2 separate regions of the Pan troglodytes genome follow, and region 2 is linked to region 1. A link is a contact called in public Hi-C data. All regions are on one chromosome and are shown on one strand. The core of a region is the stretch at or near the end of the contact, and the rest is flanking DNA. Distances in the headings are between cores, read along the strand shown. Region 1 overlaps SLC39A11 (solute carrier family 39 member 11). Region 2 holds the start of SLC39A11 (solute carrier family 39 member 11).

What was found. Hi-C and Micro-C count contacts between places; a contact is called where the count stands out from the background.
Region 2: a contact with region 1 is called in a Hi-C map of stem cell-derived neural progenitor cells, with 2.3 times the contacts expected there. The contact joins the promoter of SLC39A11 here to the enhancer-like site in region 1. A contact is called at or near these places in 1 of 7 Hi-C or Micro-C datasets (stem cell-derived neural progenitor cells) and 1 of 1 datasets of contacts at active chromatin or transcription factors (stem cell-derived excitatory neurons).

Annotation. Positions count from the first base shown.
Region 1 is chr19:85,676,844-85,681,704 of NHGRI_mPanTro3-v2.0_pri, forward strand. The region is part of intron 7 of SLC39A11 (solute carrier family 39 member 11); the gene reads right to left. Among named protein-coding and RNA genes, the nearest start is that of SLC39A11, 390 kb to the right of the region's middle. Within about 2 kb of position 2,733, at least 4 of the 24 cell types and tissues checked have an H3K27ac peak or open chromatin away from gene starts, as enhancers often do. A contact at or near this core is called in stem cell-derived neural progenitor cells, where this site is marked.
Region 2 is chr19:86,069,987-86,074,847 of NHGRI_mPanTro3-v2.0_pri, forward strand. It overlaps SLC39A11 (solute carrier family 39 member 11), which reads right to left and starts at 2,013. Exons shown (of 10, transcript XM_001167322.6): 1 at 1,898-2,013.

The DNA of each region.
Region 1 (4,861 bases), core at 1,483-3,982:
ACACATATAAGTATATACATATATACACATATATATGTATATATGTATATACTTATATGTGTATATATACGTATATACATATATATAAAAAATAAAAATTTTTAAAAATTTAAAAAGAGGAAAAAAAAGTGGCCTCGGGGCTTTGTGTCCAACTGTGAGAGGAAGTGGAGAAAGCTAAGAGAGGACCTCAGGGACAGAGAAGACGCCGATGGAGGTAGGGAGACCCGATGCCCTGGTTTCTTAACAGCTGCCGTGATGAAGTACCACAGGGATTTATTCTCACAGCCCTGGAGGCCAGAAGTCCAAGATCAAGTTGTCCACAGGGCTATGCTCCCCCTGAAGGCTCTAGGGGAGGATCCTCCCTCGGCTCTTCCAGCTTCTGGTGGCCCTGGCACTTGGTGGCATTCCCCAGCTTCTAGACACATGACTCTAGTCTCTGCCTCCACTACCACAAGGCCGTCTTCCCTCCACGTGTCCCTGTGTGGCCACGGGGCACTGTCCTCTCCGCATGTGTCATCCCTCCTTGTTTTATAAGGGTACCCAGTCATGTTGGACTTAGGCCCACCCTAATCCAGTACGAGCTGATCTTAACTAATTACATCTGCAAAGATCCTACCACCAAAGAAGGTTACAGTCACAGGTCCTGGGGATTAGGACTTCCATACCTTTCTGGGGTGCATGACTTCAGCATCGCTCCTTATTCTGGAACTTACAGGACAGGTCACTCTTGCTCTGTAGCTCTCCCTCGGAGTGACCCTGCACATCGGCTGTCTAGGAGGTGAGGCTGGAGAAGTGAGTCATGACCGCAACGCCACCAGATCACCTCAGTACCACCTGTCTGGAGTTTTCCCTTCTTTCCCCCTTCCTGCCCCCGGTATCTCACTGCTGGGCGGCACTGGCAAGGGTTATGGTTCTTACCAAAGTAACACTCATCTGGAGCAACACTCAAAACCATCTTTAACAGAAATATTTTCTTCCAGTTAACACCGAATACAAAATCTCTATCTGTTCCTCACTGTGGATTCTTTACCTAGGCTTGCATTTCCTAATGAGCCAAATGAGGTGTGATTTTAAAGAAGCATCTGGGCTGAGGGCAGCAGCTCATGCCTGTAATCTCAGCATTTGGGGAGGCTGAGGCGGACGGATCTTTTGAGGTCAGGAGTTTGAGACCTGGTGAAACCCCGCCTCTACTAAAAATAGAAAAAAAAATTAACTGGGCATAGTGGCAGGCGCCTGTAATCCCAGCTACTCGTGAGGCTGAGGCAGGAGAATCGCTTGAACCTGGGAGGTGGAGGTTGCAGTGAGCTGAGATCAGGCCACTGCACTCCAGCCTGGGCAACAGAGCAAGACTCCATCTCAGGGGAAAAAAAGTGTCTGACAAATTGGAATTACTATAGTCAATGTTCAAAGGATTCATAATGGGAGATTAGACATTTTCACAACTGAGTTGACCCCATTTCCCACACGACTTTGGGGGAGAGTTTTGAAGACCTTGGGGTCACAGCCAGGCACGTCACTTAACAGCAGAGTGATAATTAAGAGCACAGGCTCTGGAGCTGGGCACCTGGGTTCAAATCCTAGAGGAGTCAAATTCATAGGGACAGAAAGTAGAATGGCAGCTGCCCCTCACTTGCTGTGTGCTCTTGGACACAGCCTGCTTCTGTAAAATGGGAATGATAATTTCCAGCTTTCTTGATTGTTCCATGATTGCTAGAGGCTGGCAGAGGAAGTTTATTCGCGGGCTTCTGAATCAGATGGAAGTAAGTCTTGAACTCCTGGCCTCAAGTGATCCTCCTGCCTCAGCCTCCCAAGTAGCTGAGATTACAGGCATGAGCCACCATGCCTGGCTAGACAGAAGTAAGTCAAATCCTGAATCTACCAGGTTCAGTGGCTCACGCCTGCAATCCTAGCACTTTGGGAGGCTGAGGCAGGCAGATCACCTGAGCTTAAGAGTTGAAGACCAGCCTTGGCAACATGGCAAAACCCCGAATCTACTAAAAATACAAAAAAAAAAAAAAAATTAGCCAGGTGTGATGGCACACGCCTGTAGTCCCAGCTGTTTGGGAGGCCGAGGCATGAGAATCACTTGAACCTGGGAGGTGGAGGTTGCAGTGGGCCAAGATCATGCCACTGCACTCCAGCCTGGACAACAGAGACTCTGTCTCAAAAAAAGCAATCCTGAATCTGCCTCTTACCAGAAGAATAACCTCTGAGCATTTCCCTTGCCTCCCGAGGCCCCATGGCCACATGTCCATACTGGGATGGCAGCAAGGACTGAGCAATGCATGTAAGCAGCACCAAGTGCCACATGTCCCCACGAGTGTGACACAAGCACCAGTGCTCCTGAGCTGCCTTTCTTGGCGTACCAAGCAGAATGTTTTAAAATGAAGACCCTGCCCCCCAGAACTAAACCGCACCCACAGCTCCCTCTGTAGTGGCCTGACCTTCCTCAGCAGGCTGCCCTGGAAGACAGAATTGCTTTCTTCCCCAAGTCGCTTGTAACAAGCTGTTGGGGAGGACGGACAGGGCAGCAGTGGGAACGGAGAAGAGAAAAGAAGTGTGCGTCATCTCCAGTGCCTGGGAAAGCCGCAAGGAAACCACACTGCCATTTTCAGAGAGCTTGGCGGGGCCCTCCCTCCCCCAAGGTCTGCTCCAGGCTAACAGAGTATACGTTGTGCAGAGACAGCTTCCTGTGCCAAGATGTCCAATCCCTGTCGCCAGGGACTTGGGTGGGGGTGGCTGGGGGCAGTGGCAGAGGAGGAAAGGGCCGCAGCATAAAAGCCCCTTGTGCTGCTCATGGAGGAGATGCTGCTGCCCAGCGGATGGGGGAGGGGCAGCACTGTCATCTTCCTTTTTGCTCTGAGAAGGTGACTTGTGTGGTTAGATGGAAGGGGCCCCCAAATGAGTCCAGGAAACTGGGGAGCAAAAGGGAAGCAGCTCGTGTGCTTGTGTGGTCTGGAGGGGCCGACCCTTGCCGTCGACACCCCTAGCACAGAGCTGACCACGCATTGCCTGGTTCTGGGTCCCGTGCAGAGCATAAAAGAGGTGACCCAGGCTCTGCTCCCAGGGAGGACACAGGAGAGAGAAAAACACCACACAACGAAGGCTGAGGACAAGGGCTGGGCAGTACCAGGGCCAGGGCTCATGAGCATGCACAGTCCATGCTGTGATAAGATGACAAAGTCAGCCTGGGAGGGCCTCGGGGGAAAGAGGGCAAAGGATGTGAAGGCCCCTTATATAGCACGGAGCTCTAGAAACAGGAGTAGAAGCAGTGGGAGGGCAGAGCAGCCAGGCACACTCAGAGACCCTGCTCCTGGACCTGGGCTCCGAGTAGCCAGGCACACTCACAGACCCTGCTCCTGGACCTGGGCCCCAAGTAGCCAGGCACACTCAGAGATCCTGCTCCTGGACCTGGGCTCCGAGTAGCCAGGCACACTCACAGACACTGCTCCTGGACCTGGGCCCCAAGTAGCCAGGCACACTCAGAGACCCTGCTCCTGGACCTGGGCCCCGAGGCTTGGATGTCAATTCCCTGCAGACAGTGGAAGCTACTTCTGAGACAGTTCTTCTCCTGGGGAGACAGGGAGTGGGGAGTGCTTGTCCTGGACCTGAGCGGAAACAGAAACGGGCTGGCCATCTAGCTGTAGGATGTGTCATGGGTGTGCCAGGAAGCAAGAGCAGTAGCTTCACCATAGACAGTGCTACCTACCATCCACCAGGCTCCACTCAGGGAGCTTTTCCTAGAGAAATTCAGTTCATGGTCAGAACAATCCACTGAGGTAGATACTATTATTCTCATTTTGCATATTAGGAAACAGAGGCACATAAGAAAAGCAATGCATCAAGGTCATAGACCCAGTTGATGAAAGAGCCAGGATTTGAACCCAGGGAGTCAAGCCCCAGAATCCATGGTCTTATATAGCATCAATACTGCCTATTCATCCCCCGAACACATACAGTGAGGTATGAGGGGGTCTGCAGTAAGTTAAACTTGATAGGAAACAAGACCCACCCACTCCCCCAGGCTCTCCCACTTAGCTTCTCCTCCTGCCTGGCCAGGTCGCCTCATAGCCTAGAACACCCCAAAAGAGGTAGGTTCTGGGGCCAGAGACTAGACTAGGCACAGACTTGACTGCTGTCCCTGGCATTTTTTTTTTTTTTTTTTTTTTAAGTTTTGAGACAAGGTCTTGCTCTGTTGCCCAGGCTGAAGCGCAGCGGCGCGATCTCGGCTCACTGTAACCTCTGCCTGCTGGGTTCAAGTGATTCTCCTGCCTCAGCCTCCTGAGTAGCTAAGATTACAGATGCATGCCACCATGTCCGGCTAATTTTTGTATTTTTACTAGAGACGGGGTTTCACCATGTTGGCCAGGCTGGTCTCGATCTCCTGACCTCAGGTGATCTGCCCACCTCACCCTCCCAAAAGTGTTGGGATTACAGGCAAGAACCACCACGTCCGGTCTTGACTGCTGCCCTTACTAGCTACGGGGCTGTGGACGAGAGGCATCTCAGCGCCTCAATTTTCTACATCTGTAAAACAGGGCTCACCTTGGGTCCATGTGTGATGATTCAAGAGAATGAAGGTAAAAGACAGCACAGGACTGGGCACACAACAAGCACTCAGCAGAGCTCCCCTACATAACACTCATCATTACTGTGGTCCACGGACCAAGATGCAGGATGTGGCCCTGAGAAAGGCCCTTGTCATGATGATGCTTCTGTGTTTGAGAAACAGAACTTTAAAAGTTAAAATTGGCTGGGGGTGGTAGCTCATGCCTGTAATCGCAGCACTTTGGGAGGACGAGGCAGGCGGATCACTTGAGTTCAGGAGTTTGAGAGCAGCCTGGCTAACATGGCAAAACCC
Region 2 (4,861 bases), core at 763-3,262, 390 kb after region 1:
GTGGATCTTGTGGGCTGGTGAACAGAACAGAGGGAGCTCGTGGGTGTTCCTGGTGGTTAGTGGGATAGGGAAACACCCGTCTAAGCCTGTCCCCATGTATATCTGAGCACCCTCCTGAGTAAGAAAAAGGGACACAGAGGGAAGACCGAGGCCACCATCCTTTCCATCCCAACAGGAGCAGCATTGATCACGGGCAATGCAAGCCCAGTGCCCCTCGGAGAAGTTTCTTCTCTATTTGCTGTTTTAAATCCTCGCTACAAGGGTGGTCAGAGAACCAGCAGCACTGGTCCGGCTTGGGAGCTAGTTAGGAATGCAGAAACTCAGGTCTCACCCCAGACTTTCTGAATCAGGGTCTGCATTTTGTGGAATTCCATGGGGGATTCTTATGCACATTAAACTGTGGAAAGCAAAAGATTAAAACTGGTAAAACTTGGCCAGGCGCAGTGGCTCATGCCTGTAATCCCAGCACCTTGGGAGGCCAAGACGGGCAGATCACCTGAGGTCAGGAGTTCGAGACCAGCCTGGCCAACACGGTGAAACCCCATCTCTACTAAAAACACAAAAATTACTCGGGCGTCGTGGTGTGTGCCTGTAGTCCCAGTGCCTGTAGTCCCCGCTACTCGGGAGGCTGAGGCAGGAGTAATCGCTTGAACCCGGGAGGCGGAGGTTGCAGTGAGCCGAGATCGCGCCACTGCACTCCAGTCCGGGTGACAGAGCAAGGCTCTGTCTCAAAAAAAAATAAAAATACATAAATAAATAAAACTGGTAAAACTTCTACAATACCAAGAGCTTAGAAAATGAGTTCTCCTGCCCCATGTGGGATTGGCAAGAGCAAAGAAGAGTCCCAAAAGAACAGAAAGTTTTCTGCAGAGTCTCAAGAGAAGAAAAAGTTTCTGGCAGAGTCCCAAGACAACAAGAAGTTTTCTCTAACCGGCAGACCAGTAACAACTTTAGGACACAGCATCTCCATCACAGCTTACACAATGGGGCTCAGACTTCCTCACGATGGGGATATTAATTCCATCAACCCTGATTCGTTAGCGGCAGGGAGAATCATTCTCTGACCGTTCCAACTTTTCACATGCCAACAGCCTGTAGACTTGTACACACCTGCCACAGCAGCACATGGGCATTCCCGGCTGATTGATACAGGTTTGTTTTCTTTATTTCCTTTCTCCCCCTTTTAAACCTGTTGTTCCGCTTCCAAGAGTCAGTTCAAGAGGATGGTGAAGTTGCAGAAGTGGAAACAGCACTAGGGCTGCTGGGCCTTAGTGGAGCTGCACACACATGCCCTAACTCCACGAGGGGGAATCCAGCAGAAGGAATCAGGTCTGGGCGGAGAGGACTGTGGAAAAGTTCTCTAATGCCTCGCTACTCAAAGCGTGGTCCGCGGACCACCCAACCTGGGAATTGGTTAGAAATGCACACTGTCACGCCCCACCCAGACCTGCTGCAAGTTAACCAGATTCCCAGTCAAGTTCCAGAGGTCCAGCTAACAGCCAGAGCAAGTGGGAGGGGCCTGGGAGCAGCTGGAATTGTAGCTGCCTCTGCTCCCAGGAATCCCGGGTACCCCCACACACCGCCTTGGAAGGGACGAACGAAGAGGATTTGGGTTAGGACTGTAAAAGGAAGGCATGTCATTGCCTTCCAGATCACCCTGCAGAGGGACATAGCCGGGGTCCGGGGACTTCCTTCCCACCGCCCCTCACCCTCCCACCCCGCCCCGCCACCTGCCAAAGCCTCCAATTTCTCCTCCAAACCCCTCCTCTCTCCAGGCGTACCCCCTTCCAAGCTCCAGGTGGCTGCCCTTCCAAGTCCCACACTCTTGTCCTGATGGCCCCCGACCCCGGGCCTCGAGCCCAACCAAAGGCACCGAAGGAGAGAAAAGCCAACTCACTAGGGTGCCCTCTCCAGCCCCCACTGCACTTCCATCAGCCCCCGCTGCCACTCGCTCGCCGGCTCCACTCCCGCAGTCACTTCCTGCTTCCCTCCCGCACACGTGGCCCTCCCGCCTCCGGGCCCCGCCCCCTTGGCCGCAACTGGCAACTCCCGCCTGAAGAATAGATTCTCTGGTTCACAGCCGTCTGCAGGCTCAGGAACAGATCTGGGCGGGCAGAACAGAGCCCTGAGGCCAAGAGCCCAGCAGTCTGCGAGTGACTGCAGCCCTAGGGGAAGCTACAAACACCCAAGGAAAGAGCCCTTTGTAACACCCCTGATGTTACTTATGCTTCTACACCTTTGGCAGCCAGGTCCATGCCACTGGGTGCGCAGCAGAGCAGGATGTGCTGTGTGTGTGTTGCGGGAGAGGCTGGGGGCGGGTAATGTGATGGCATCAGCATCATTCTCCAGTCAATGACCCTCAAAAGAATCACTGGAGGGGGTCAAACACAAAATGCCAGCACCCCCAGAGGCTCTGGTTCCGTCATTCTGGGTGGGGCTGGCATTTTGGGATTTTTTTGTTTTTGCTTTTGTTTTTTTGAGATGGAGTCTCGCTCTTTCGCCCAGGCTGGAGTGCCGTGGCCCAATCTCGGGTCACTGCAGCCTCTGCCTCCTATGTTCAAGCGATTCTCCTGCTTCAGCCTCCCGAGTAGCTGGGATCACAGGTGCGTGCTGCCAAGCCCCGCTAATTTTTGTTCTTTTTTTTTTTTTTTTTTTTTTTTAGTAGGGACAGGGTTTCACCACGTTGCCCAGGCTGGCCTCGAACCCCTGACCTCAAATGATCCACTCGCGTGGGCCTCCCAAAGTGCTGGATTGTAGGCATGAGCCACCGCGCCTGGCCTGAGATCTTGTTTTGAGCTAGGAGTTGCTGATGCTGCTGTCCTGGGACCACCCTTTGAAAAGCACTGCCCTAGGTCAAAGGCTTTGATCTGCAGGACTTCTGTGAAAAGACCAGAGGATAGGATTGACTAGATTTAGCCAAAAACAAAACAAAACAAAATAAATAAATAAATAAATAAATAAATAAATAGAAACAAGATGCCTGGGCTGGGCGCTGTGGCTCACGCCTGTAATCCCAGCACTTTGGGAGGCCGAGGCAGGCGGATCACAATGTCCGGAGATCGAGACCATCCTGGCTAATACGGTGAAACCCCGTCTCTACTAAAAATACAAAAAATTAGCTGGGCATGGTGGCAGGCGCCTGTAGTCCCAGCTACTCAGGAGTCTGAGGCAGGAGAATGGCGTGAACCCGAGAGGCCGAGCTTGCAGTGAGCCAAGATCACGCCACTGCACTCCAGCCTGGGCAACAGAGCAAAACTCCATCTCAAAAAAAAAAAAAAAAAAGCCTGATTAAATTTGAATTTCAGAAAAATAACGTCATTTATTACTATAAATATGCCCCGGGCAATGTGTGGGACATACTTATGTTACAGGCATATTTGTTGTTGATCTGAAACTGAAACCCAGCTGAGTGTCCTGTGTTTTATTTGACAACATATCAGAGCATGACCTGAGCAGAAAAGCTACCCGTGGTCTCGATGGCCATAGCCCAAAGGGTCCAATAACAGGCCTCTTTCTTCCAGTGGAACTAGGTTGTTCACACTGACGGTCGCACCATATACCAAGCACTCCATGGGGAGGAGAAGACAGCCTGGCCACTGGAGGGTGGTCTTTGCCCTTAAAAGGCCCCCAGCTTGGAAGAGTCAAATCAGCCATTGCAATTCCACATAAGAGAGTATGTACAGGCACACAGAGACGCAATACCCATGTGGCACGGCCCATCAACTCATCTTCCAAAATGTCATACCTCTTCCCACACGCTGCAATAGCCATAAAATGACACAATATCTTAGACTCACTTCAAAATATGATGGAAGAGAAAAGTGGATGGAGTAGAGATTAAACAAAATTGGCCATGAATTAACCATTCTTAGGCTGGGCATGGTGGTTCACACCTGTAATCCCAGCACTTTGGGAGGACAAGGTGGGCAGATTGTTTGAGCCCAAGAGTTTGAAACCGGCCTGGGCAAAAAAGCAAGATCTCGTCGCTACAAAAAGTTTTTAAAAAGTAGCTGGACATGGTGGCAGATGGTAGCTGGGCCTGTAGTCCCAGCTACTAGGGAGGCTGAGCGGGGAGGATCACTTGAGCCCAGGAGTTTGAGGCTGCAGTGAGCCGTAATGGTGCCACTGCACTCCAGAAAAAGACCCTGTCTCTTAAAAATAAAAAAGTAACCATTGTTGAACCTGGGGAACGGGCACATAGAGGTTCATTAAATGTTTCTCTTTCTACTTTTGTGGATGCTTAAATTCTTTTCTTTTTTTTGAGACGGAGTCTCGCCCTGTCACCCAGGCTGGAGGGCAGTGGTGCAATCTAGGCTCACTGCACCCTCCACCTCCCAGGTTCAAGTGATTCTCCTGCCTCAGCTGGCCTCCCAAGTAGCTGGGACTACAGGTGCGTGCCACCACACCCAGCTAATTTTTTGTATTTTTAGTAGAGATGGGGTTTTGCCATGTTGGCCAGGCTGGTCTCAACCTCCTGAGCTCAAGCAATCCGCCTGCCTCAGCCTCCCAAAATGCTAGGATTACAGGAGTGAGACACTGCACCCAGCCGCTTAAATTCTTTATAATGAAAAATAAACAGAAATGTTTACAACGATCCACAAAGTGCCTCTCCTGCCCAATCCTTTCTCTCCTTTCTCACTGCTGCTGTGAGGATTCAACCTGCCCATCCCTCATCTAGGTCATGGAGTCACCTCCTTCCACTCCACCCTGTCTAGTCTGTTCCATGTACCACCGCCAAGATCAGCCTGCCTAAAGCACAGCACATCACTCTCCTGCTCAAAAAGCTCCGATAGCTCCCCAGTGCCTTTGGCATAAAGTTCAAACGCTTCAGCCTGGAATTCGAGTTTTCCTGTGGTATGAT